Regions from separate parts of the Ovis aries genome. Here region 2 is linked to region 1. Evidence: chromatin contacts called from public Hi-C data. All regions are on one chromosome and are shown on one strand. The core of a region is the stretch at or near the end of the contact, and the rest is flanking DNA. Distances in the headings are between cores, read along the strand shown. Region 1 overlaps MYH10 (myosin heavy chain 10). Region 2 holds the start of CCDC42 (coiled-coil domain containing 42).

The links. Hi-C and Micro-C count contacts between places; a contact is called where the count stands out from the background.
Region 2: a contact with region 1 is called in a Hi-C map of liver, with 6 times the contacts expected there. The contact joins the promoter of CCDC42 here to the enhancer-like site in region 1. A contact is called at or near these places in 12 of 16 Hi-C or Micro-C datasets (blood, hypothalamus, liver and 6 more).

Annotation. Positions count from the first base shown.
Region 1 is chr11:27,979,887-27,985,213 of ARS-UI_Ramb_v3.0, forward strand. MYH10 (myosin heavy chain 10) reads right to left here. Exons shown (of 44, transcript XM_060394825.1): 4 at 1,568-1,724. Among named protein-coding and RNA genes, the nearest start is that of MYH10, 54 kb to the right of the region's middle. Within about 2 kb of position 2,970, at least 15 of the 54 cell types and tissues checked have an H3K27ac peak or open chromatin away from gene starts, as enhancers often do. A contact at or near this core is called in liver, where this site is marked.
Region 2 is chr11:28,087,530-28,092,856 of ARS-UI_Ramb_v3.0, forward strand. It overlaps CCDC42 (coiled-coil domain containing 42), which reads right to left and starts at 2,048. Exons shown (of 7, transcript XM_015098642.4): 1 at 1,889-2,048; 2 at 1,555-1,660; 3 at 1,171-1,275; 4 at 383-580. The coding sequence starts at 1,971.

The DNA of each region.
Region 1 (5,327 bases), core at 1,720-4,219:
CATGTCGGGGGTCAGACCAACCAAATAATGAGGCAAGGAGGAGGGAGGAGGGGGCCCCAGAAGAAAGATGCTACAGCGATGAGGGCAGGCAGAGGAGGGGCAGCATTTTCAAGGGGTGAAGAGCAGTTAACGAACGGCCCAGCAGACGCCCTGGGAGTAAAGACAGTGCCCTTGCCTCCCAGTGCACAGGGTCTGAGAGCAGCAGCCACTGCAGGGTAAAGCCAGGTTTCAGTTAAAGCCCGGAGGGAAAGAAAGCATTCAAGGCAGACACTGAGTAGGTAGGGAGGTGTGCCCATCACAGAGTGGGAGTAAGGCAAAATGAAGAGAGAGCTGTACGGAAACAACGTTGCGGCTGGGAAACTGAGGACCAAGGAGATGTGGGCTTCATTCTAAGACTCCAGGGAGACAGCAGACTCTCAGATCTTGGATATTCACGGTGGCTCCTGCAACTACTGTTACAGCAGAGCTTGCCTTTAGGTGTGTCTAGGTCAACAGGTCGGTGGCCGTGAGGGCTGCTACTGAACGGAAGCTTGCTGGGGTGGATGGCCATGAGGGGCGTCAGGGTCCAAGGAGGAGGGGTGACACCCCAGGAAGCCCGGGGTATCAGTAGTCTTTGGGCCCCTCGCATGGTTATGTACCAGGCACAGGCCTCAGAATTGCTGGGTTCAGCTTCTAACACACAGGACTGCAAGTGAGAAGTCTGAGCCCATTGACTCCATAGGGATCACGTGACTGTGCCCTGTCCACACCATGCTACGTGAGACCCAGCACGGGTCTCCTTTCAGGATCCCTGCCTGGGACTTGGTGAACCCTCTCAGTCTCAAGACTCAAGTCTTTCTTCAGCTCTGGTCAACTTTTTCAAAACTATCACTTCTTTCTTGGCTCTTGAGAGCCGTAGAGTTTTGATTATATTGGCTTATGGTCAAGTTCAAAAATATATGAAAACTAGATGCTTTTAAACATAAAAACTAACATGATGTATTTATGAAGCAACAAGCATACTTACCGGCTGCTTATAGAAAACAGCCGTATTACCCAGTCTAACCTTAAGAATTCACAAGTTTTCTACAATAAACATCTATTACTTTTCTTTTAATCTTTAAAAGAAAAAAAAACAAAACAAAACACTTAAAGCCCTCTGTAGAGAAGATGGAGACAGGGCTTCCATCTACCAATGCAGGAGATCTGGGCTCGATCCCTGGTCTGGGAAGATCCCACGTGCTGAGCAACTAAGCCTGCGTACCACAACTACTAAGCCTGTACTCTAGAGCTCGGGAACTGCAACTACTGAGCCTGAGTGCTCCTGAAGCCCGCAAACCTGGAGCCTATGCTCTGCAACAGGAGGAGCCACTGCAAAAAGCAGCCCACGCACTGCAACGCAGAGTAGCCCCCACCCGCCACAACTAGAGAGAAGCCTGTGCAGCCGTGAAGACCCAGCACAGACAAAAAATAATTAAAAAAAAAAAAAAAAAGACAAGGCTGAGACATTAAAAAAACAAAAACAAAAACCCAGGTCACATTTAAGAAATTCTGAGTATTCAGCATTGTAAACATCATTTCCAGTTACCTTGAAGCATGCATCTGTAAGCAGATTCTGATATAGCGTAGATGTGTGGAGGCATCTCATGACGCTTCTTCCCTCTGTACATTTCAATAATATTCTCAGAGTAAATTGGAAGGTTCTTGTAAGGATTTATGACTACACAGAAGAGTCCAGAATAGGTCTAGAACAGATAAAAATAAGATACAGTGTTAAAGACTGTAACCCCATGTATCAGGTGGGGTCCAATCAGGAGACAAACCACACAGTAATGTGAACAGGGGATCTTTATCATTTGCATAATTAATCTATCCCTGAAATTAAATCTAGCCCGTAACAGGCAATTCCAAACCACAAGCGGTTCTCCCACAGATGCGATTGCTAAACGGTACTTCCTTCGATTCAATTCCCTCATCTGTCAAATGGAAATAATAATAAATGCTTCATCACTTTACAGGGTCATTATTCAAACTGCATGTCATTTGCTTTTTCAAATTCATTCTCTCGAAAGTGTACAAGGTATGAAAAGTCCATCACGGTGGTTTCAGGTTCCACACTGCAATTCATCTTTAAGGAAATACTCATGGTCAAATTTGGGTATAATATCAATGATATTTTTTGGAAAATATAGATTTTTTTCATAAAAATAATTTATGTCAACTTGTTACAGGTTTAATTTTAAATGAGGTAATAAACATTTAAAATATTTAATTTCTAAACACAGTAAATATCATTAAAAATAATCCACATAAACAGCTCTTTGGAGGTCCTCAATAATTTTTAAGAGTCACAAGTCTTAGGAAGATAAAAACCCTCCTATCAGTAGGGTAATCATTACTCAGAATTAACAGTAGGAGCATTTTTGCCTTTAATTTTTTTAAAATTCACACAGAGTGATTTCTGAGAACTGACTCTGGGAATAATGGAAAAATAAGAGTGGTTAGGACTGCTGCCAGACTCTCTGGTCCTGGCGGGGCTGAACGCACCTCAGCTGCACTGGAAACCAGACCCTTTATTTTGGGTGATTCTAAGTCTAAAGGTGAGAGGACCCTAGAAAAGGCTGAAGACCGATGATGCTCGTCCCCTCATGAAGCACGGAGGGGCTTTTAAGCATCGGCTGTTTAGAAAGGCTGAAACCCTTGACAGTGGCCACCAGGGGGCACTGTCCAGACCATGCTGCTCTGAACGCAGCAGTTAATGGTGCTCAAAGGAAAGGCTGCTGGAAAAAAAAAAAAAAGTTGAAGTGATCAGAACCACCTCTCTAGCTGTTCTTTATCTTTGCTTCCCTCCCAACAGAAGATGGAATGCACTTCCTACCTAGATTAGTGCTTGGGACTAAAACAAAGGCAAGCAAGGGCCCTGCCTGAGCTCACCGATTTGGCCTGACTTCTAAACTGACCAGATGGACACCCTCCCTGTTTGCCCGAGGCCACAGTAATTACCTGCCCCTCCCTAGCTGACCGCTGGGTCTGCAGCCGCTGGCTTTCTCACGTCCAGCATCACACTCTGAGATGTGGGGCTGGCTCTCGGCCTTGCACCCAGTACCCTGACACCCTCCACCGACCTTCTACCAACAACGGGTCTCTAGTCTGACTAGCCCAGCCTCTCTCTGCCACCCACAGGACAAAAAGGAAACAAGAGATGATTAAAAACAGATTTTATTAAGGGCGAGAAAACTAAGAGGCAATCTTAACATTAAAATTTTTTTATTGCGTTTCATTTACACACAGTAAATTTGACAAATCAGAACTACATCTCAATGAACTGTAATATATAAGCATCTACTTTTTTATTAAAAAATGAGATATCTCTATCATGAAGTTACACTGTACTTTCATTTGTAAGAGGCAAATAATTGCATACTAGCCCAAAATGAGAACAACAAGAACTCAAAGGAATTTAAAATGTGCAAATTCAGTTTAACACCCCATAGCATGTACAGTAATGCTAACAGATCCTAACAATGACATCTGTAATCAGAAATCATGCCAGCCTGTGTGTTACCATGTGGTAGAGGCTTTTCTGAGAACTAGGATTACAGATGAGTAAGTCTCACAAATATGATGAAGTCATCAAAAAACAAGATGGAATAATCATCAGTATTCTATGCTTGCCAAAAAGGAGCAGTGACAGAGGTTTAAGTGAAGATAATAAACTGAGGTGCTTAAAGAGCTAAACTTCTATCCCAAAATTAGCTCAAATGCTGGGCTCCTGCATTAACTGATCACTGCACTTGGTCTTCCCCAAGTTACATGGAAGAAGAGTGATGGGGATGTTAAAATCATCTCTCTGGAGGCCTCAAGTTCAAAGTAGCCTTCATTACTGTTTGAATACACACGCAAGATGTTAAGCACCTTTAAGCACACTAGGGATGAACACAAAAAAGATACATTAAACAAGACACAACATAAGGTATTAAAAAGAGAATGATACAAAAAGAAAAAGATGCACAAGTCTTTGCAGTAGAGAAAACTCTGGAGCAGAACAAACAACAAGCCGATGGCCACCTCATCAGAAACAGTAAAACCAGGTGCAAATTCCAGGTCCAGAGGGTCGCTGATGTTCTTTTTAAAGACAAACAGGTCAAAACAAAGGATAAAGGAATTCCTATTAAAACAGTAAGAACGTATAGCCTGGGAGGGTACATCCGGGGCAGAGTGAAGGGCAGCGCAGCTGACAATGGTCTGCTCTGTGGAAGGTGAGAGGGAAGAGCCTAGACAGGCAAACGGCAGCACTGAGATTCTGTCCTCCCCAGGTGATGAGGTATCCGGGGCTCAGGGGAGAAGAGTGATGGAAGGGAAGAGGCATTCCTCACACAGTATAAATCTGGCACCACATGGAAGAGAGCCTGAAGAGGCAAGAGGTGGGAAGCAGAGGGTGGAGGTGTCTCCAGGCACAGTAACAGGCCTGCAGTAGAGAAAAGCAAGACAAAAATGCAGCAGCGGGGCACCTCCCTGGTGGCCAGTGATTAAGACTCAGCACTCCCAACGCAGGGAGCACAGGTTCGATCCCTGGTTGAGGAACTAAGATCCCACATGCCACATGGCATGGTCAAAAATAAATAAATAAATTTTTTTTAAAAAGAGCAGAATTGAGTCATGAAGAAAAAGACTAAAAACTCAACAGCACTCAGAACTCTGACTAGAGAAATCCATTCAAGGCGTCTGTTAAAGTTGACTCCAAGGTCACCAAGCTTCAGAGAATGGAAAAGTTATGGGTGGATAGGAAAAATCATTTGACTTGTGGGGAAAGATAATGAATCCCTCTTCAACATATTAAGACTGTGGCATGTTAAAAGGAGATTCATTACAATAGGGGAGCCCAGGAGAATGAATGCCTACTGAATAGTCAGAAACACTGAAATCCTAAAGTCATGAGAACATTTTGAAAAACTGCAAACGCTTGAAGAAGCTTGTACAGGCTTTAGGACAGCAAGTAACAGTTATTAAGGTGAAGGGGGTGGCAGAAGATGAGATGAGATGGTTAGATAGCATCACCGACTCAATGGACACGAATCTGAGCAAACTCCAGGAAATAGTAAAGGACAGGGAAGCTTGGTGTGCTGCAGTCCTCGGGGTCGCAGAGAATCGGACAGGACTTACTGACTGAACAACAAACCAAAAAGAGACATACAAAAATACTAGCACACAAAAGATTTATTAATTTTTCAGCACCGTATGCTGCTGAGTTGGTGATGGACAGAAGCCTGCCGTGCTGCAGTCCATGGAGTCACAAAGAGTTGGACATGACTGAGTGACTGAATTGAACTGATGCTGCTTTCATGCCT
Region 2 (5,327 bases), core at 798-3,297, 110 kb after region 1:
GCTCTGCACGAGGCTGGTGTGTTCCAGTCTCTTTCCCTCCCTCTCCCCATGTACTCTCAACGTGAACCAAAAACACCAGAGAGGACGGGAAGCAGGGAGAGTGTGGACCACATCAGACAGAGGCAGGCAGAGCTGGTTGCTGGTGCTTCTAAGCAAAACCCCTAACCTGGGACCCACACGGAGGCAGGCCCACAGACGTCACGCACACAGAGATGCACAACCAGGCCCTCGCCCTTGAGAAATGAGTCCAGTCTCACCAGGGCCCTCTGCCAGCTGCCCTCCTCGGCTGGAGACCTCTCCCCAGAGCAGAGGGTCCCCAGCCCAGGCCCCTGGGGACGAGGCGGTAGGGCTGCAGACGCCCGCCCCCCAGCCCTCCACACACCTCGGAGTTCTCCACCACCTTCTCCAGGTACTTGTTGAAGATGGAGTACTCCTGCAGCTTGGCGCTCAGCCGCTGGTGCTCCAGTCGCAGGACGGCCATCTCCTGCTTGGCCTTGGCCAGCTCGCGCATGCGCTGCCTCTTTAGCTCTCGCTCTTTATTGGCCTTCTTTAGGGCCCGGATCCGTTTCTGGTCGTTCTCCTGGGGGCGGGGAGGTGATGCCAGTCAGGCACGGGCCCTGCCCTCCCTGGGGCCCAGGCTGGTGAGGCCCCCACGAAGCTTCTGTCCCCCCTGAGAATGGACGGGGGTGGCCGGGCTGCCAGAATGGGGGCGAGGTGTAAGGAGAAGCATGTCTCAGGGTTATGTGGCTGGTTGAGGGGATTTCTGTGATTGTCTCAGAGTGGACTCCAGTGCCTGGAGGGGTCAGGTGAACTGGGGGCACGATTCACCTCTGTAACGCCCGGCGTCTGGCCCTGAGCGTGACACGTTCATTCATTCGTCATCCCCCATTCGCTCAGTCACTGGATAAACTGTCCATACCAACAACAGGCAAGGAAATGGGGAAGAGCAGCCTAGAGGAGTGGAGACTAACAGGCAGAAAATGACAAACGGGGCAAGAGGAGGGGGTCACAAAGGGGGAAGCTCCAGGCATTGGTGAGCACCCAGGAGACCTCCCACCCAGGGTGAGGAGTCAACAGAATCCAGGAGAAGGTGGGAGGTGCGGGGGTGGGGGAGGAGGGACAACTGCAGAGTGTGGTACCCAGGCTGCAGCAGGCCACGCCCCTTGGTACCTGGATGAACTGCTCAAACTTCTGTATGTGGGCTTTCAGCTGGGCCTCCTTGATGCCCAGTTCCTCCCAGCGCAGGTTCAGGGTTTCCATTCTGCGCTGAAACGTCTAGGGGTGGGGGGAAGCAGGGAGGGCGGGAGGGCCCCTGAGTGGGAACCGAGGAAGTCTCCAGCATCCCCTGGGACAGGGGATGTCTGGTTCAGCGCAGAACATCCCAGGACTCTGGTTCCCTGAGTCTCAGATCTCTCCTGTGCTCTGCAGAGGAAACACTGGACCATCACCAGGTTGCCTGACTCTAGCCACCACCGCCCACAAAATGGAGGGCTGTCCTCAGGCTCTCCCTGGGAAGGGGTGGGCCCTTCCCATCCCTCACCCTGAGCTGCCCACCTCCTTCTTCTGCTCCATGGCATGGTGCATAATCTTGGCCTCCTTCTTCTTCTCCAGTAGCCGGACGGATGGAGAGTCCGACTGGTTCTCAATACTGGGGAACTTCCTACCCAAGACACAGGCAAGAAGGACAGCAGACGCTGAGCCCCAGGGGCAGGCAGGGACTGGGAGGAACCCGTGGAGACAGGCACTCGTGGGGAGGGAAAGCACTCATCTGAGCGAAACGGCTGGTGTACTGAGAGGGAGAGAGGGCTGTGCTGGGGCCAGGGAATGGGTGTGATCGGTGCCTGGGTGGTTTGGGGTGCTGGGGACAGGAGGGCCCTCCAACACTCACTGTAGCAGCTGCAGCAGCCGCTCCCCATACTGCAGCCGGAAGTACTCGGCCAGGTCCTCCTCCTCCATGATGCCCAGACTCATGGCGGTGGTGAGCTAGTGGCCCAGCGGCCAAGTCTTCACAGTGAAACGGGGGTCGTGCAGCTCAGGGGTGGTGACTGGATTTGCTTCTCCCCTCCTTCTGCTCTTGAGGATCCCACAGAGGGCGGGTGTTTGAGAGACTCAGGGAAGATGGCTGGAGGCTGCCGATGTGCAGTTCAGGATGTGCTGGGAAGGGGCTGGGGACCTGGTTACCTAGCAACAGGTCTCCGGGTTCTGTGAACCGCAGGCAGAACTGAGGCTTTGCCCTCTGACCCCTGTCCCCACTGACCCCACTTGCTGGGGTCTGACCCTCTGCCCCTGCATTTACTCCCCCAGGAGCTCTGGGAAGAAGTTAGGCCTGATTTGATGCTGGTGTTCAGGGCCGGGACGCAAGGGCTAGGCATCCATGGCTGATGAGGGTGGGGGTTTGTTAGAGGTGACTTTATGCAGGGCAGCCTTACTCCTGGGGCCTCTGTGTGTGTGTGTGTGTGTGTGTGTGAGAGAGAGAGGGGGGGGGGCGGGGCTGGGGCTGAGACGGATGGTTAAGAACTGAAGGGAGGTGCTGAGTTTAGGCAGGGATGGGGGTGGACAGAGAAGCATAGGGCTTGGAGGAGGCCTGAAAGATGGGGGAAGAACGTGCAGGGGTGTGTGTGTTGAGGGGTGGGTGGGGGCTGGAGGGTCAGCCAGGGGAGGAGGGAGATGGGCAAGAAGTCTGGGGACTACAGAGGCTGCCCCCTGGAAAGATGGAGGAAGCCTTGGAGGAGGCCTCTTTGAAGGGTAAGATACCAATGTCCTGTCTTGAGGCTGGCAAAATATGAAGAAATGCCAAAATGCGACATAAATGTCACATAAATGTTGACATAAATGTCAGATAGTGTACATGTCTGCTTCATGAAGCCTGCCTTCCTTGATCCCATCACGGGATGGTGCATCAGCTCATTTGCCCCTAGGTCCCCATCTAAATCTGAGACCCTGTGTGTGAGGCAGACACCCTGGGGTCCCTGCCCAGAGGTAACGGCCGGCCACAGGCTCCCGAGCTTCGCCCGGTTCCCTCTGCTTCCCCAACCCTCGCCGGTCGCCTGCCCTACACGTCTGGGAGGTGGAGCTCGGGTGGGACCGGGTCTCGAGCGGGGCGGCGAGTCCACTCCGTGGCATTGACGGTCCTCTGGCGCCCCCTGCTGCCACCCGAGCCCGCCCTCAATCCTGGCCTGGGGGGAGGAGGAGGAGGAGACGTGGTGGGGAGCGCCGCCCACTCCGCCCTCTCCTATTCTCACCCCCTAGCCTCCCCTCCTGAGCCAGCAATGACAGCCCCTACCCCACGCAGAACACACCCACTCCTTCAACCATCCCACTCCCGCCTAAGCCCCTCCACCGGAGATGGTTCTCCACCGGGAACTACCCCAAGAAACAGAGCCAGCTGGGTAACAAGGGCACCAGTAAGGATTTTAAGTGCTTCGAGGGAGTATGTTTCTCTCCTTAACTCCTAGAGTCTGGCACAGTCAATCGGGGGTTTCCCTCCTTTTCCGCCTCGAGGGTATGTAATGCCAGTCCTTGAGGAGGAGGCTCTCTGTTTCTCGAATCACCTGCTTGCCGTGGTATATTGACAACATCCTGGGTTGCATCTACAAATCTGGCGGTCCAGGGCCAAACTGGTGCATATAGGCAGCAGCTAACGCATCATATCCTGCCATGAACATGCCTGTGTAGCTCTTCCTGCTGCTTCTGTACCTTGCTCAGAAGTTGCGAGAATCTTCATCCCCCCGTCACCCACCACCATCCCTTTCTGGGGTCTTGCCACCTTTCCCCGAGATGTGGGCGAAGACGCAGTGCTGTCTGGGGTTCATAGAAATCTGTACTTTCTCTGACCTCCCCTCTTCTTCCTTCCCTGGGTGAGCCCAGCTTTCTTACCACCCCCTCACTCCCCACTTTTCCATCTTGATATTTGCCTCTGAGGCATCTAGGAAAAGCTGATGGATTTAGGTGGTTGGAAACCAATCTAGGCATAATATTTTGTTTTCTGTTCTGTTCCATCCTCCTTCTGAGACAATGATCTTTTTGAAAAGGGAGAGGGGGACAATATCTGGAGGAAAACATATCTAGGTTAAAGTCTCAAAAATATTAATATTATCCTGCCATATAGAGCAGTATAGTGCTATTAATAGGTATTCGTGGAGTACTGGGTGTGAGGAACCACTTTATTTCTGTTATATTCCATTCTCTCTGTGTGTTATACTCCATTCTCTGTGTGTCTTATATTCCATATAAGTGGACTCATGCAAATAAACTATATTAAAAATGTTTTTAAATGGATGCTATGGAAACTTCTTGCATTGTCAACTATATGATGATATTGATGTTAGTTGCTGTAATAAACATCCTCAAGTCTCAATAGCTTACCAAGGTCCAGTGTGGATTCTCCTTGGGTGGATCTTTTGGGAGATTCTCTCTTAAGCAATGAAGGGTCTAAGCCCCTTCCATCTTGCAGCTCCATGATCTCCAAGGCACTATGGAAGGGAAAGAGAGAAAGCAAAGCAAAGGCCCTTCTGCTCTTAACAAACTCATCGTCATATCCATTCACTGACCTCTGGTGGGAACCAGTCACGTGGCTGGTTATGTTGCAAGGGGCTAGTAATGTGGTTTAACTGTGTTCCCAGGGGCATCAAACCAGTTTGTGCTGTATTTCTTTTGAGAATTAAAAGAATGGTTGGAAGTAAGCAGAAAGAGCTTTATAAACTAATTGTAAACAAAAAAGAAAAACAGGCCAGTCACAATCTCAAGAATGACAATACCTGCACTTAAAACTAACACAACACTGTACATCAACTATACTTCAATTAAAACCCCAGATTAAAAACATTATATGGGGTTAAACGAACAATTCACCAGGACCACGAATACAAAAATGGTTTAATATTAGGAAGTCTATGAATAAAGTTAATTCTATCAATATGCCTTGGGAGAAAAAGACATGATCGTTGGGATATATGCCAAGATGGCATTGAAAAATTCAACATCCATCCTGATTTTTAAAATTCCAAATTATTAGTGTACAAAGACACTGTATCTACTTGATAAAATATATCTGAACCCAACAGATAACATTAAAATTTGCATTAAACACATTCTTGTTGGGGCTTCCCTTGGTGGCTCAGTGGTAAAGAATCCACCTGCCAATACAGGAGACATAGGTTTGATCCCTGGTCCAGGAAGATCCCGCGTGCTTCAGAGCAACTAAGCCTGTGTACCGCAACTACTGAGCTTGCGCTCTAGAGCACAGGAGCCATAACTACTGAAGCTCGGGCAGCCTAGAGCCTGCGCTCTGCAACAGGACAAGCCAGCACACAACAAGCAGACAGTAG